2 separate regions of the Hordeum vulgare genome follow, and region 1 is linked to region 2. A link is a contact called in public Hi-C data. All regions are on one chromosome and are shown on one strand. Each heading gives the region's core, a stretch centred on a gene start, on an enhancer-like site or on the middle of the called end of the contact. The rest is flanking DNA. Distances are from core to core; before and after follow the strand shown.

What was found. Hi-C and Micro-C count contacts between places; a contact is called where the count stands out from the background.
Region 1: a contact with region 2 is called in a Hi-C map of seedling, with 6 times the contacts expected there. The contact joins the promoter of LOC123395364 here to the promoter of LOC123394924 in region 2. A contact is called at or near these places in 4 of 6 Hi-C or Micro-C datasets (leaf and seedling) and 1 of 1 datasets of contacts at active chromatin or transcription factors (embryo).

What each region holds. Positions count from the first base shown.
Region 1 is chr5H:395,721,157-395,725,075 of MorexV3_pseudomolecules_assembly, forward strand. It overlaps LOC123395364, which reads left to right and starts at 2,443. Exons shown (of 1, transcript XM_045090354.1): 1 at 2,443-3,229. The coding sequence starts at 2,484. The coding sequence ends at 2,999. It overlaps TRNAD-GUC (a tRNA gene), which reads left to right and starts at 1,131; the gene lies at 1,131-1,202.
Region 2 is chr5H:395,523,913-395,527,571 of MorexV3_pseudomolecules_assembly, forward strand. It overlaps LOC123394924 (delta(8)-fatty-acid desaturase 2), which reads left to right and starts at 1,594. Exons shown (of 1, transcript XM_045089810.1): 1 at 1,594-3,588. The coding sequence starts at 1,766. The coding sequence ends at 3,175.

The sequences.
Region 1 (3,919 bases), core at 1,193-3,692, 200 kb after region 2:
CATCAACTCGTCATCAGGTATCAACTTGTTTGAAGGTCGTACTACTCACAACCTGCACAGGTTCATTCATCTTTGGTCCTTCACCTCCCACATGCAACTCGTCGAAGATAGGCTGGACTCTATTGCGTTGAAGCTAACGTTGTGTGGATGCTACTCCGGAGCATCGGCTTACAAGGCCTAATTCTTGGGGCCAACCGCAACAAGCTTAAAGACCACCATTTCGAAGGTGTGGGCATCCCCCATGCAGATTCTTCGCATGGCTCATCATTTAAAACAATTCTAAACAAGGTGTGGTGTGGACGGGGGACCGGTTGGCCAAGCCGAGGTGGCCCAACTATAGGTTATGCCCTCCGTGTACCACCACCATGGAGTCGGCCACCCATTTGTTGTTCGAGTGCCATTTCTCCCTAAGAGTCTAGGGCTCCATACGAGATCCATGCTAGCTCTTGGGCGGGCACCAACATTGTCTCTGCTTGATGGGACCACTTAATGGATGGAGATCGCGATAATCGCAAGGATATGGCCTCGTGAGGCACTAGCAATGCTACTCGTTTAAAAAAATTGGAACGAGGATAACATGAGGATCTTCAACAATAAATCCGCAACTACGGAATACATCTTTCGTAGGACATGTGAGGAGGCTCATATTTGGTTTAAAACGGATGTTGTACGTTTGAGTAATTTGATGTCTCGAGAGTAGGCTTTTTTTTCTCGGGTGGGGCGGCCTTAGGGCTTGTAGGATTTACAACCTCTTCCTTAATTCATGAATATGGTAAAGCTTGTGTCCTTTTCAAATAATAAATTATGTTGGACTACTGTTTAAACCAGCTGTAGACATGGATGAAATGTGTGCACAAAAGTCGTGGCTGGGCACGCAGGCAGGCAGCACGATGCATGTAGCTGTGCACGGGTGCAAAGATCATCACATGGTGAACCAATGACTGTTAGTTTGATTTGACCGCAATCAGCACCGAACATGTACATACAAATCGGTGATGCTTGAGGGGCACACGTTGTCTGGGGCAACGCCGATCGATGTCGATGTGTTCCCGACTGTGTGCCACCGTGTGCTGGCGGGCCAAGATAAATGTAAGAAACTAATACATATAATAACAAATTTGTTCATCAAAGTCGTTGTAGTATAGTGGTAAGTATTCCCGCCTGTCACGCGGGTGACCCGGGTTCGATCCCCGGCAACGGCGATTTTTTTCTGTCACTGAATCGTGTCGTCGTGCGTGCTCCTTCATTTTATTTTTATTTAGTTTAGTATTGTTCTCGCGGATGCTGCATGGCACATGCCTGATGCCTCTGTCTGAAGAAAAGCATCCCCGGCGACTCTTTGATCTGGCCATCTCCGCATCGCGATATCGACCGCCTGTGCACGACGCCAAAATGATCAATCGTGCCATCTGCTTCTCAGCTTCGTGGCCACTCGTGAACGGCGAACCTGACGTCGCACGGTGCGTCGAGCACTACGGCCTAATTTCATCGCACCGTGGCCGTGGAACACGCTCCACCTCCATGCCAACTTACTGTCTGTCAGGATCGTAGAGATGGGCGCCGACTTGCCTGCAGGTGCACGTATGCGCCACTGCGTACCCGCGGAAACTGACACAGAGGGAGTAGTTTATTTTTAAGCGGCATGTGTTTTTCCTTTATTTTTTGTCTCTCTTTGTTTCCCCTCACACACTCTTCTTTTCACCCTTTTTTTGAGCACTCTTCTTTTCCTTTTCAAGATGTGGGGCAATTATTGAAAAACTATAACTGGAGCCCTCTTCCGCATGGGCCAGCTCAATACGTGACAGACAATCTGGCCCACAAGAGGGCTGGACGTAATAAAAACAGGCAAACCCTATTTAGCGCCATAGGCGCCGGTTACACGCAAAATGTGCTAACTGGCGCCTGCAGCGCTCCACAATAGGCCGTCCCATCTAGAAACTCTTCATGAACATTTTTAGCTTCCGTGATTTTTTTAAAAAATCGGTGAACTTTTTTGAAAATCGACGATTTGTTTTTAAATCTTTGGTTTTTTTTAAGATCGATGAACATAATTTAAAATCCATGAACTTTTTTCAAAATCAGTGAAATATTTTTCAAAATCGATGATATTTTTTTCGAATTCTATGAACTTTTTTAAAAATGATGAACATATTTAAAAAAATCGGTGAACTTGTTTTCCAAATCATTGATTTTTTTTTCCCGCAAATCTGAGCTTTTTGAAAATTCTGTGAACTTTTTTCGGTTTTTTAATAACCAACGCACTTTACATGGGCTGGCCCACGAAGAGGGGCGCTGCAGGCGCCCGTTCCCCTAGTGGCGCCTGAAGCGCCACATAGGAGGTCCCATAAAAACATGCTATTTACGCGAGAGCTAAAAAAAATTACGGCCCACCATAGTGACCCGCATATGCTTTACGCGCAGAGAGAGCATACTGGAAGCCCACGTTCAGACTAGCTAGCCAGCGCACGTGCCGTGCACCAAAAATGGCCGAGGAAGGCAGCCTAGGCAGGCACATCGCCGCCGGTGACCCCATCCGGCCGCCGCGGCTGGAGGATGCGGGCCTGGAGGACTGCGCGCTCCCGCCGGAGTCCATCGCCGAGGCTTTCTCCCTTGCGGCGTTGGCCGTCTCCTCCCGCCTCTCCCTCTCCGACGACGAGGACGAGGACGGGGGAGATGCCCCCCTTGCGCCTCGTGGAGGCTGCGTGGAGGACGCGGGACCCACATGCGGGGCCGTCCCTGACGCCCTTTCTGGCGCAGTGGGCGGCAGCGAGGGCGGCGCCGACGAGGTCGTGGTCGTCGGCGGCGGTGGCGGAGGAGGCAGCGACGAGGTGGTAGTCGTCAGGCGCGGAGATGAGGAAGATAGGGTCGTTGTGGTCGGAGAAGAGCTGGGGCAGGAGAAGCGTTGCGGCAAGGGAACCAGAGAAGGAGAGCGGCGGAAGGAGGAGGAGGAAGAGGAGGAGATGGTGGAGAAGGCCATCTTGATGGAAGATTTCGCGTGAGCTTTGTGAGCTTTTCCTTTAGCCTGATGTTATTTCCCTCGTACTTTGTTGTTCGTTTAACCTGTAATGTAGTGAATCTCCCTATGAGGAAGGCAAGACTGGATTTATCTCAGATGTAGTGTTTGATTGTAAGATCATTACTAATGTAGTGTTTGAATTTAAGGTCGAATGACAGTATGTTAGTCTCTTGTGGCAAGCTACTTAGCATCAATGGTATTCGATTTAGTGCACCGCTGATGATTGTTGCTGTTTTCCTGTTCGATTGTTCAAAGAAGTTGGTGATAAGCTGTGAATGCAACTGACATTATTGGCTGTCCTAAGGGGAAACGTGCTAAGTTCACTAGCAGGTTAGAGTGTGGTTAGTGTGCAGGGGAAAGGGTGTACGAGTACATACATATAGCTGAGTAAATAGTTAAATAGCTTGAAGGATTTTTCATTGTATAACATGCTGGAAGATAAGTCACTGAGTCATTTCATTTCATTGTTGTGCCTATAACTTTGCAGCCCTGCAGGTAGCTTTCATGCTCAATCGTCTTCTCTACAACAAGATGAACTTAATGGTTCAAGTAATGATAAATGATTTCAGCTAAGTCATCTAACAACCTGTGCAACATAGATTGTGTGTGTGTGTGTGTGTGTTTTGCAACTGGCGCTTTTGATTGACCATCACGCTTCCTGGTAGGATTAGCCTGTTTCTCAAACATCGATATATAAATTTTGATTGGGTCAGAGATTCACAAAACTACCACTATTTGCAATTGTTAATATATTTGAAATATAATCATATGTCCATCTAGTCCTGTTTATGAGGTTTATGAGCTCTACATCCATTTGCTTCAGTGTTCCAACTTCCAAGTTAAGTCCTTGACCTGATTACTGGTGACCAACTCGCATTAAGTGGGAATGAGCGATTCATTTAT
Region 2 (3,659 bases), core at 344-2,843:
AAATAAACATCTATTGTGTGTGCTCGTACTCCTCCTGGAGCAAAAGAACGGTTAGTATCTTCCAAGGTAATGAGGTTATTTTCAAGATGGGGGTTTATTTGCCTATCATTACACGAGAGAGGCTGATAATTGTTGCCAAAAGTATGTGGAAGTGATAAGAAAACAATAAAAAATATAGATAGGTCGAGATGTATCAAGGCTCGTACTCACTACACCGAGATGGTGTTGGAAGACTGGCGGCTTGCATTCCTACGGGCATAGGCCGAACAGGAGTACAACGTCCGCCTTCGTGACAAGCACCGACGCGCAGAGGAGCAACTCGCCGCCAACCCGACCATCGCGAGGGTGTGTACGTGGGCGAGAACGAGGTGTTGCTTCCGTACTTCCACACCGTTTTGTGAATCCTGCCACTACCACTCGCGGTACCGTGTCCGTTAGGCACAGCTAGCCTTCAAGGAGCTCGACGAAGCGGAAGATGAAGTCTACAACAAGGATGACGAGGACAAAGACGTCGCCAGCTCCTCGGCGCCTCGCCGGCACGACGACGATGTCGTCATGTCAGCAGGCGCCGTCGATAGCGAGGAAGAGTAGAGCATGCAAGGTTGTTGGTGCTCGGGGTCCCACGAAGTCCACGACTCCTCCCGTGTCGTTGAAGCCAAGCTTGGCGAGCTGATCATCGTCGGCGGATTAGCAACAAGCAGGCTGCGAAGGCAAAGCTTCATTTTATGGGGCTCATGGCCGATCGGACACGAGGAAAGGACGTCAACGATCATCTTAGGCTAGAGTTAGAGTCCGGTCTAGTTTAAATATGTCAAAAACTATCCGATTTTATGTAAAATTATCCAAGTAGAAATGAATATGGTTGAGTAGTTTAAATATGCATCAAATTTATTCAATTTCATTAAATTTCAAACAAAATACAACTGGATATATGCGACTAGTTTTGAATGGCTATTTCCCGCATTAGCATTCGCGGTCTGACTTCCCCCAATTTGTTGATCGGATGCAGTGTTTTATTTTTTAGGATCGGCGTTGGAGGTGGACTAGGTGGATCCGGATCCGTGGCAAAGGAGGACGTCGATGAGCCAACGGGAATGTATCTGGTGCACCCGTACTTGTGGTGCTATCGATGCACCGGATGCTATATAACATCTCGAAAAATCTGAAAAATAATTAGCACGTTAGCACAACATCGATGTAGGATGTCACAAAAAATCATATCAAAATTCAATATATTTTTTAAGATACAGAAATGACAAATTTGACATCAATGTAATAATGCGTCAAATCTAAAGCATAAGTTATGTTATATACTGTTCAGTTTTGAATTTGTCATTTTTGTTTTTTGATTTATGTTTCGAGTTTTGACTTGAAATTTTTATGAGAACATACATGGATGTTGTGTGAAAGTGATAATTTCTTTTTTCAGATTTTTTTTAAACCTTCTAAAAGCGCAACTTGAATTTGATGCACCGATAGCATCACAACCTCCGGTGCATCACATATTTTCCCCTGAGCCATCTTGAGATAATCCTTACCGTGGAGTGAAGAGGGCGTATTAGAAAACAGAAAACGTAACAGCACATCCAGGGCGTGGGGAGAAGCGCGTCTAGCCGTCTACTAAAAGAAAGGAGCTTCCCTTCCCCACCGGACCCTCCCTAACAAACCCCCGTTCCTGTTTTAAGATCCGATCTCCTCTTCCCCCCTCCCCCTCCCTCCCTCCTGACCACCCCCTCCTCGCGCTCCAGCTAAATCCACGCCACCGATGGCCCGCACGGGCCTCGCGGACGCTACGGCGCCGGACGCCGACGCAATGCCGGCCGCCACCAAGGACGCCGCCGACGTGCGCATGATCTCCACCAAGGAGCTGCAGGCGCACGCCGCCGCGGACGACCTCTGGATCTCCATCTCCGGGGACGTCTACGACGTCACGCCGTGGCTGCGCTACCACCCGGGCGGCGAGGTCCCGCTCATCACCCTCGCCGGCCAGGACGCCACCGACGCCTTCATGGCCTACCACCCGCCCTCCGTGCGCCCGCTCCTCCGCCGCTTCTTCGTCGGCCGCCTCTCCGACTACACCGTCCCCCCCGCCTCCGCCGACTTCCGCCGCCTCCTCGCGCAGCTCTCATCCGCGGGCCTCTTCGAGCGCGTCGGCCACACCCCCAAGTTCCTGCTCGTCGCAATGTCGGTGCTCTTCTGCGTCGCCCTCTACTGCGTCCTCGCCTGTTCCAGCACCGGGGCCCACATGTTCGCCGGCGGCCTCATTGGCTTCATCTGGATCCAGTCGGGCTGGATTGGCCATGACTCCGGCCACCACCAGATCACCAGTCACCCCGCGCTCAACCGCCTCCTGCAGGTGGTCTCCGGGAACTGCCTCACCGGCCTCGGCATCGCCTGGTGGAAGTTCAACCACAACACACACCACATCTCCTGCAACAGCCTCGACCATGACCCGGACCTCCAGCACTTGCCGCTCTTCGCGGTTTCCACCAAGCTCTTCAACAACCTTTGGTCAGTCTGCTACGAGCGCACCTTGGCGTTCGATGCCATATCCAAGTTCTTCGTCAGCTACCAGCACTGGACATTTTACCCGGTGATGGGATTTGCAAGGATAAATCTTCTAGTGCAGTCAATCGTGTTCCTCATCACACAAAAGAAGGTGCGGCAGCGTTGGCTGGAGATCGCCGGTGTGGCCGCGTTCTGGGTTTGGTACCCCTTGCTGGTGTCTTGCCTGCCGAATTGGTGGGAGAGGGTGGCTTTTGTGCTTGCAAGCTTTGTGATCACGGGGATTCAGCATGTGCAGTTCTGCCTCAACCACTTCTCATCAGCAGTTTATGTCGGGCCACCAAAGGGGAACGACTGGTTTGAGAGGCAAACCGCGGGCACACTTGATATCAAGTGCTCCCCGTGGATGGATTGGTTCCATGGTGGTCTGCAGTTCCAGGTTGAACACCATTTGTTTCCCCGCCTGCCTCGGTGCCACTATAGGATGGTCGCGCCGATTGTGCGCGACCTTTGCAAGAAGCACGGGCTGTCTTATGGTGCTGCCACATTCTGGGAGGCAAATGTAATGACATGGAAGACGCTAAGGGCTGCAGCATTGCAGGCCAGGGACGCCACTACTGGATCTGCGCCCAAGAATCTGGTCTGGGAAGCTTTGAACACCCATGGATGACTGGGATCAGGACTGGAGTATGACACAATTGCTAGGGTCGAGCAATTATCTGATTGCTTCTCGATTGCATAGAGAGATTGATCTATTTAGCTGTTGGAGTCGTGTTGGATTTTTCGTGTTACCAAGTGACTATCTTTGCAGTTCAATCGTGGGTTCATGCTTCAGTTGTGTACTTGTACACCATATTTAGATTATTGGGTTCTCCCTATCACGGTAACTATTATCAATGGTACTTGATTTATATCATAGATCCGTGGCTTATCTTTACACCCATTTCATTTTGCTTGCAAGTTCATGAAACTGTAAACTCAATTGATGGTTGGTAGCATGTATATCCTGCTGCTATGGCCAGCTTGAACTGCGTTTTGGGAAACATGACGATTCCAATAATAAACGTTTAGCCATTTTGTCTACTGCGTGTGTATGCCCTTCATGGTTTGATACATATTTTCCATTCACTGGAGTGACAATTTCTTTGTATCTA